Regions from separate parts of the Sus scrofa genome. Here region 2 is linked to region 1. Evidence: chromatin contacts called from public Hi-C data. All regions are on one chromosome and are shown on one strand. Each heading gives the region's core, a stretch centred on a gene start, on an enhancer-like site or on the middle of the called end of the contact. The rest is flanking DNA. Distances are from core to core; before and after follow the strand shown.

Evidence for each region. A called contact is a pair of places that touch in the nucleus more often than the background predicts.
Region 2: a Hi-C map of embryonic fibroblasts shows a contact between it and region 1, with 2.0 times the contacts expected there. The contact joins two enhancer-like sites. A contact is called at or near these places in 9 of 47 Hi-C or Micro-C datasets (adipocytes, embryonic fibroblasts, fetal heart ventricle and 5 more).

What each region holds. Positions count from the first base shown.
Region 1 is chr13:93,185,993-93,188,987 of Sscrofa11.1, reverse strand. No RefSeq gene overlaps it. Among named protein-coding and RNA genes, the nearest start is that of RAP2B, 120 kb to the left of the region's middle. Within about 2 kb of position 1,422, at least 10 of the 83 cell types and tissues checked have an H3K27ac peak or open chromatin away from gene starts, as enhancers often do. A contact at or near this core is called in embryonic fibroblasts, where this site is marked.
Region 2 is chr13:94,012,703-94,015,697 of Sscrofa11.1, reverse strand. No RefSeq gene overlaps it. Among named protein-coding and RNA genes, the nearest start is that of ARHGEF26, 140 kb to the left of the region's middle. Within about 2 kb of position 1,562, at least 4 of the 83 cell types and tissues checked have an H3K27ac peak or open chromatin away from gene starts, as enhancers often do. A contact at or near this core is called in embryonic fibroblasts, where this site is marked.

The sequences.
Region 1 (2,995 bases), core at 173-2,672:
GTTGTTATGAGCCAGATATTACTATATTCTTTATGTAAGTAAAGAGATTCAGAAAGATTATATAGCCTGTCCTAAGTCACTTAGCTGAAATGGACAAAGCTGGAATTTGAAACTAGGATTATTAAAGATCATACTCTTAATGCTAAATGTTGTGTCTTACTATATCAATGTATGAATGGATTTATTAAGTCATTCACTCACTCATGATAACACACACACATATGGACAGGGGTGGATGGGAGAGAAGGATAAAGAGATATTGAGACACAGACTATTGGGTTTAAGGCTCAATAGTCCAACTGACAGTACCTAGGAAGAATCTCTTTTCTCCAAAACAGGCAAATCTGTTTAATATGGTTTTAAACTAATTGTGAAGAAGGAAGCCTGAGGAAAAAAACCCAAGTATATCTATACATCTAGTTATTATGAAGGATACACTGAATTTCTCTTCCTGTCTCACACACGCACACACCCCCTGGGCCTTGGGACATTCTTCCTTCAGCAAGCACACTGGGGTAACATCCGTGGTCTGAGTGCCCCTTCAGCTTCCACATACCCTGTCTTCTGCCTTTCAGAGCACTTCACACCTTTCCTGGTGATTGTACTTTCCTGTGCCCATCGGACTCCAAGCTCCAAGGGTCTCCAGGCCACCTCCTCCATCAGTGGACCCCCAGCATTTAATACAAACTTGTTGGCAAAAGAATTAAGGTTCCCAAAGAAATCAGAGTATAGACCATAAAAATTAAAAAATAAAAAAATTAACAAGACCCTACTCTATAGCACAGGAAAATTACTCAATACTATGTAATAACCTATATGGCTATATATGGGAAAAGAATCTGAAAAGGAATGGATATATGTAAATATATAACTGATTTATTTTGCTGTGCACCTGAAACTAATACAACTTTGTGAGTCAGCTACATTCCAATAAAAATTTAAGGTAATTCAGGTGCAGGATAAATGTATGAAAAGGAAAAACTGCATGGAAGAGGCCAGGGGTCAATTTTATCTGGGGAAGGAGAGGGTTAAAAAGATTTTTTTTAAGGAGATGATATTTGAAATATGGAGGGAAGATGGTAAGAAGGATCATCATAAGGAATGAAATGTGGCCCTCAGCTGTTGATGTACTTGAAAAGTAAATTGCATGAAGAACTTGCTAAAGTACACATTCCTTAGCCAAATGCCCAGGCATTAGATTATTAGATTTCCGTAGAACCTGGACGTCAGTCTTTCTAAGAAGGCCCTCAACCCATTCTAGCACTGATAGTCTTCAGCCCTCATTTTGAGGAAACTGAAAGACATGAAAAAACATGGTTTGTTTGAGGTCAGGCCAGAAGTTCATTGTGGCTGGAGAGCTGTCATGCAGGGGAAGAATGCTGAAGGTGTGGCTGGAAAGTTAATGGAGGCCAGATTAGGAAATGTCTTGTGAGTCATGCTAAGGAATTTAATTTCTATTCTGTAATAAGTACTGTGGAGCCACTGATGATTTACAAGGAGGGAAGTGGTGTGACCAAATAGGATTTGACTTCACAGTAGGGTATGGAATTCATGGGAGAGAAACAAAAGGTGGGACGAACACCAAACGTCTCTGTGCATTGTGTTAATAAACCTGAGCTATGTTCTTTAAAGCCTTCCAAGTTCCCAGACATATTCTTGGGTTACGTAAATTTTCTATGATGGTGCCTGGTTTGTGTTTTTCTCGCAATGACAATTTTTTGTTGATGTACTGTTTTCCCAAGTCATCTCTCTGGTAGTTTTTCTAAGCAATACTACAACACACAGCTAGTGGCTGTTCACATTTGTGCTTTTCTCTGCATCATACTGGGTAGACAAGCAAGGCAGTTTAGGCTGTGTGGGTTTAAATCCTTTGTCACTAACTAGGGCAAGTCCTGAACTTCGTGTGCTTCAGTTTCCTCATCTATGAAATGGGGATAATAGTAACGCCTTCCATATAGGGGCATTGTCAAGATTAAATGTATTAATATTGCATATTTAAAGTGTTAGAACAATGTTTGGCACAACATAAGGACTATGTGAGTTTTAACTTTTTTAAAAATTTGCTTTATGTTAGGTTTCTAACATATGTTAGGTTTGTGTTTGCTTCCCCTAGGCTGTGGGACTTTGTTTTAATGCTGTAATTTTAATTAGCTCAGAAACTGCTTGTCACAGCCACCAGCCACTTCAAAAGCATGAGAAATATTTGGCAATGGCCTTCTGCCTTGGGCTTACTGGGGTCTGTTTTATTACTACACCACTGTTAGAGAAGGAGGCTCTCAAGCCACACCAAACCTTGTAGCTCAGATGCAGAAAGAGATGTCTAACCTGACCTCACTCACATTAAGATTTGCCAGAGTCATTGTGCCCACTGGAGATAGCAGGCTCCAGCCCACCACCAAACACTTGGTCCTCTTCACAGTTCTCTTATGACTTTCTACAATACCCACATTCTCTAGCAAGTCCTGATGGTGGTCTACAGATCCTGATCCTACATGCCCAGACACTGTTTTTCTGTCTCAAGGTATTGCCAGAGGTGTACAGAAGGAAAACCCACTGCAAGTTTTTTGTTTTTTGTTTTTTTGTTTTTTGTTTTTTTTTCCTAGCTTAGTTTTATATGAGGGGTGGGGCTGTTTTTGCCCTCTCTAACCAAAACAGAAAGCAACAGGAATTCCTATCCCAGTGCCAAAAATGGGAATGAAGAGGAGGTTTTTATTGTAATGTCCGGGAAATCTGTTCTCTCAACTCCACTGTCTTTCAGCCCTAGATGTATAGTCCATAGAAAGTTCTACTAAACCTCATTGGTAGAGAGTTTCCTTGGGAGTAAGAGGATATTGAAAGGAAGTGACCTTCTGCTGCCTCCTGAAAAGATCCTCCATCTATCTGTACTCATATCTCTGTCTATGGACCAGTAGCTTCAGAGGAAGTAGCCTGGTGAAAATGAGTGGCTATTCTCAGGGAGGAATCTGGAGAACTCAAGCGGCCTTGAACCTAATAA
Region 2 (2,995 bases), core at 313-2,812, 830 kb before region 1:
TCACCTGGAAACTTATAAGAAATGCAAATTCTTGGGGCCCATTTAGTCAGAAACTCTGGTTTTGGTGCCCAACAAAAACAAATCTTACAGGTGATTCTAATGAATGCTAAAAGGTTTTTGTTTGCTTTTTTTTTTTTTTAAATTTAGGGCTGTGCTGTGGTATACGGAAGCTCCCAGGAGACATACACCACAGCTCATGGCAATGGTGGATCCTTTAACCCATTAAGTGAGGCCGGGGATTGAACATGCATCCTCATGGATACTAGTCAGGCTCCTAACCTGCCGAGCCACAATGGAAACTCCCATAACATTTTGAGAAGCACAGATTTATGGAAACTTGTTCTCAGTTGGGGCTGAAAAATCACTATTTAAGAGTTGATTAAGGTTTCTAAATTGTTAAGGAAACAAAGGAAAACAAATTTAGGTACCAAGAACTTAACTGCATCTGCTAGTACTTTTTTTTCCTGCAATTCAACCCATCTTATCCTCCATTTATCTATCTTTTACTTGATATTTGATTTAGAATTTGGGAAATAAACATTAACTTTTGCTAGATGAAATGTTGAGTAAATTACCTCAACATTATCTGATAATTATTTGCCAATCCTTTGTCTAGATATAAAAGACCTCAAATAGAATCCATAAACATATTTATTCTGAGTGTCCACATCACTATATGTTCTATGCCATGTTGAAGAGTTCAGGGTTGCAGGCATCTTCATGATGTATACTAATTCACAGTCTTATTGGTTGACCTGCAGGAAACCAATGTAGATGCCCCATCAGTGAGAGCAACTCTGTAATTCCATTGGTTGTTCTCTTACAAAAGAGTTTGACTCCTGTTTTTCTAAGAAAGTTGAAATTTTGTTAACAGTTTTGACTTATGTAAAAGTGTTAATGCTTTTAATATTATAGTTGCAGTAGTGGGCAAGGGAATCTTCCAAAGGATCCCAAACTGAACTCATAAGCTTCTCAGTGCAAACCTTCCCTACTTCTCATTCTTTTATATCAGTAATTAGAATCATCATCTGATCAGTTGGCTAGGCTACAGCCATGACGTTTACCCACTAACTCATTCAATAAAAATTGAGTACTTACTATATCCTGGCTTTTCTAGGAACTGGGGATCGAGTGGTAAACAAAATAAGACAAAAAGCCCTGCCTTAAAAGAGCTTAGGTTCTAGTAGTGGGAGATAGACAATAACCAAAATAAATAAGTATTTACATTATTGTTTACTGTAAATCAAAAACTGAGGTATTCAGAAGAAAACTTGGGAGTACTGTCCTGGAGGTTGAAATGTTTAGTAGGATGATCAGGGAGGCCTCAAGGAAAAGGTGATATTTTAAAAAGACTGGAAGAAGACAAGGTGTGAACCATACTGGCATCTGGACAGAACAAAGTGCAAGAGCAAAGACTGAAAGTAAAGATCATGCCTGGAATGTTTGAGCAATAGCAGGACCTTAAAGTGGGTGAGGCACAGTGAGCTTGCAGAAGGGCATTAGGAGGTGAAGTCATTGAGGTATTAGGCAGGGTGGGGCTGTGTTGTACAGACTCTGTCATCCTTGTGGTATATTGTAAAGACTTTGGCTTTCATTTTTTAATGAGATGGGAGCCACTGCAGGGTTCTGAGCTGAGAAGTAACAGGACCTGACTCATCTGTTGAGAATGATGATGTCCACCTCCTTCACTCTCTCAGTAAATCATCATGGTCTACTTTCTTTTTCATCTCAAATCTGTCTGAATCTTTATTTTTCCATCATCACTGCCAGAACACTAGTTGAGGAAACTTTAATTTCTTACTTGAATCATCTTAATAGCTTCTTAGCAAGTTTTCTTGCCTCCTGTTTGTTTCTCTCAAATTCATTCTCCACCATGTCTCCAGAGAACCACTGTGAAAACTTGATATTTACACCCCAAGTTAAAGCTATCAATAGCCTTATTTTTCCCCCCTGAAAATAAATTCCAAACTCCTCAACATGACTTTTCATGGCCTGATTCCTTATCTCCAGTTTTGTGTATTCCCTATTGTCCCACTTCATATGATGTGATCTGGCCATACTAAACTTTGTTCTTTGAATATATGATGTTTTTTTTCCTTCTGAAACTTCAGAGTTCATTTACTCCAAGGAAGATTTCCTAGATTTTAAAACATGGATTGGTTTACCTTCTTTTTGCTCTTACACCACCCTCTACTTCCCCTACACTGAATCTGTCATTCTATAATCCCACGGTTTCATTCTCTCTATCCCCATTTGTCCTTGAGGCTTGGTGAGAACTGTCTGCCTCATTCATTTTATCCCCAGTGTTGCAATGTTTGTGATACTTAGAAGGTGCTCAGTAAATAAGGAGTGAACAGTGAATGGATGAGAAAACTACTTGACAGATGAGAACACATTGAGGTTATTTATGAATCCCTTGTCAGGATCAAGATGGCAGAAGAGTAAGATGTAGTACTTACCTCCTCCCACAAACCACCACAGTCAGTTATCTCTGATTCCAGAGGTGGGTGTGGCCCACCACCACTAGGGGTCCGTGAAGAGGTACCACCTGCAGCCTCAGTAACTGCAGCAGTTGGCACAGAGGAGGGCACTGCAACTGAGCAACAACCATTATTCTCACTTCTCTGGGAATGCACATGCCTTGCTGCTGCCATTGCCAAATGCTCCAGGTGCTTCCTAAACCTGCCTGAGGGTCATTGCCACTTCCCAGGGCCTTGCAGCTAGGAGCAGCCTGCACCACCTTCCCATGGGTTCTTGCTACTGCAATTTAACCCATCTTATCCTCCATTGGTCCAAGCATCCAAACTCTCACACCAAAAATAAATAGTAAGTCCTCACAAAATACCCAGAGGTGCTCTTGCATATAAATAGCCTTCCAAGACTACAGTAATTGGTTTCCCTAAACTCACAGAATAAGAAAAATATAAGCAAAATGAAGAAGCTCAGGAACCATTCCCACTTACAAGAACAGGAGATTTCCCCTGAAGGAGCAAAC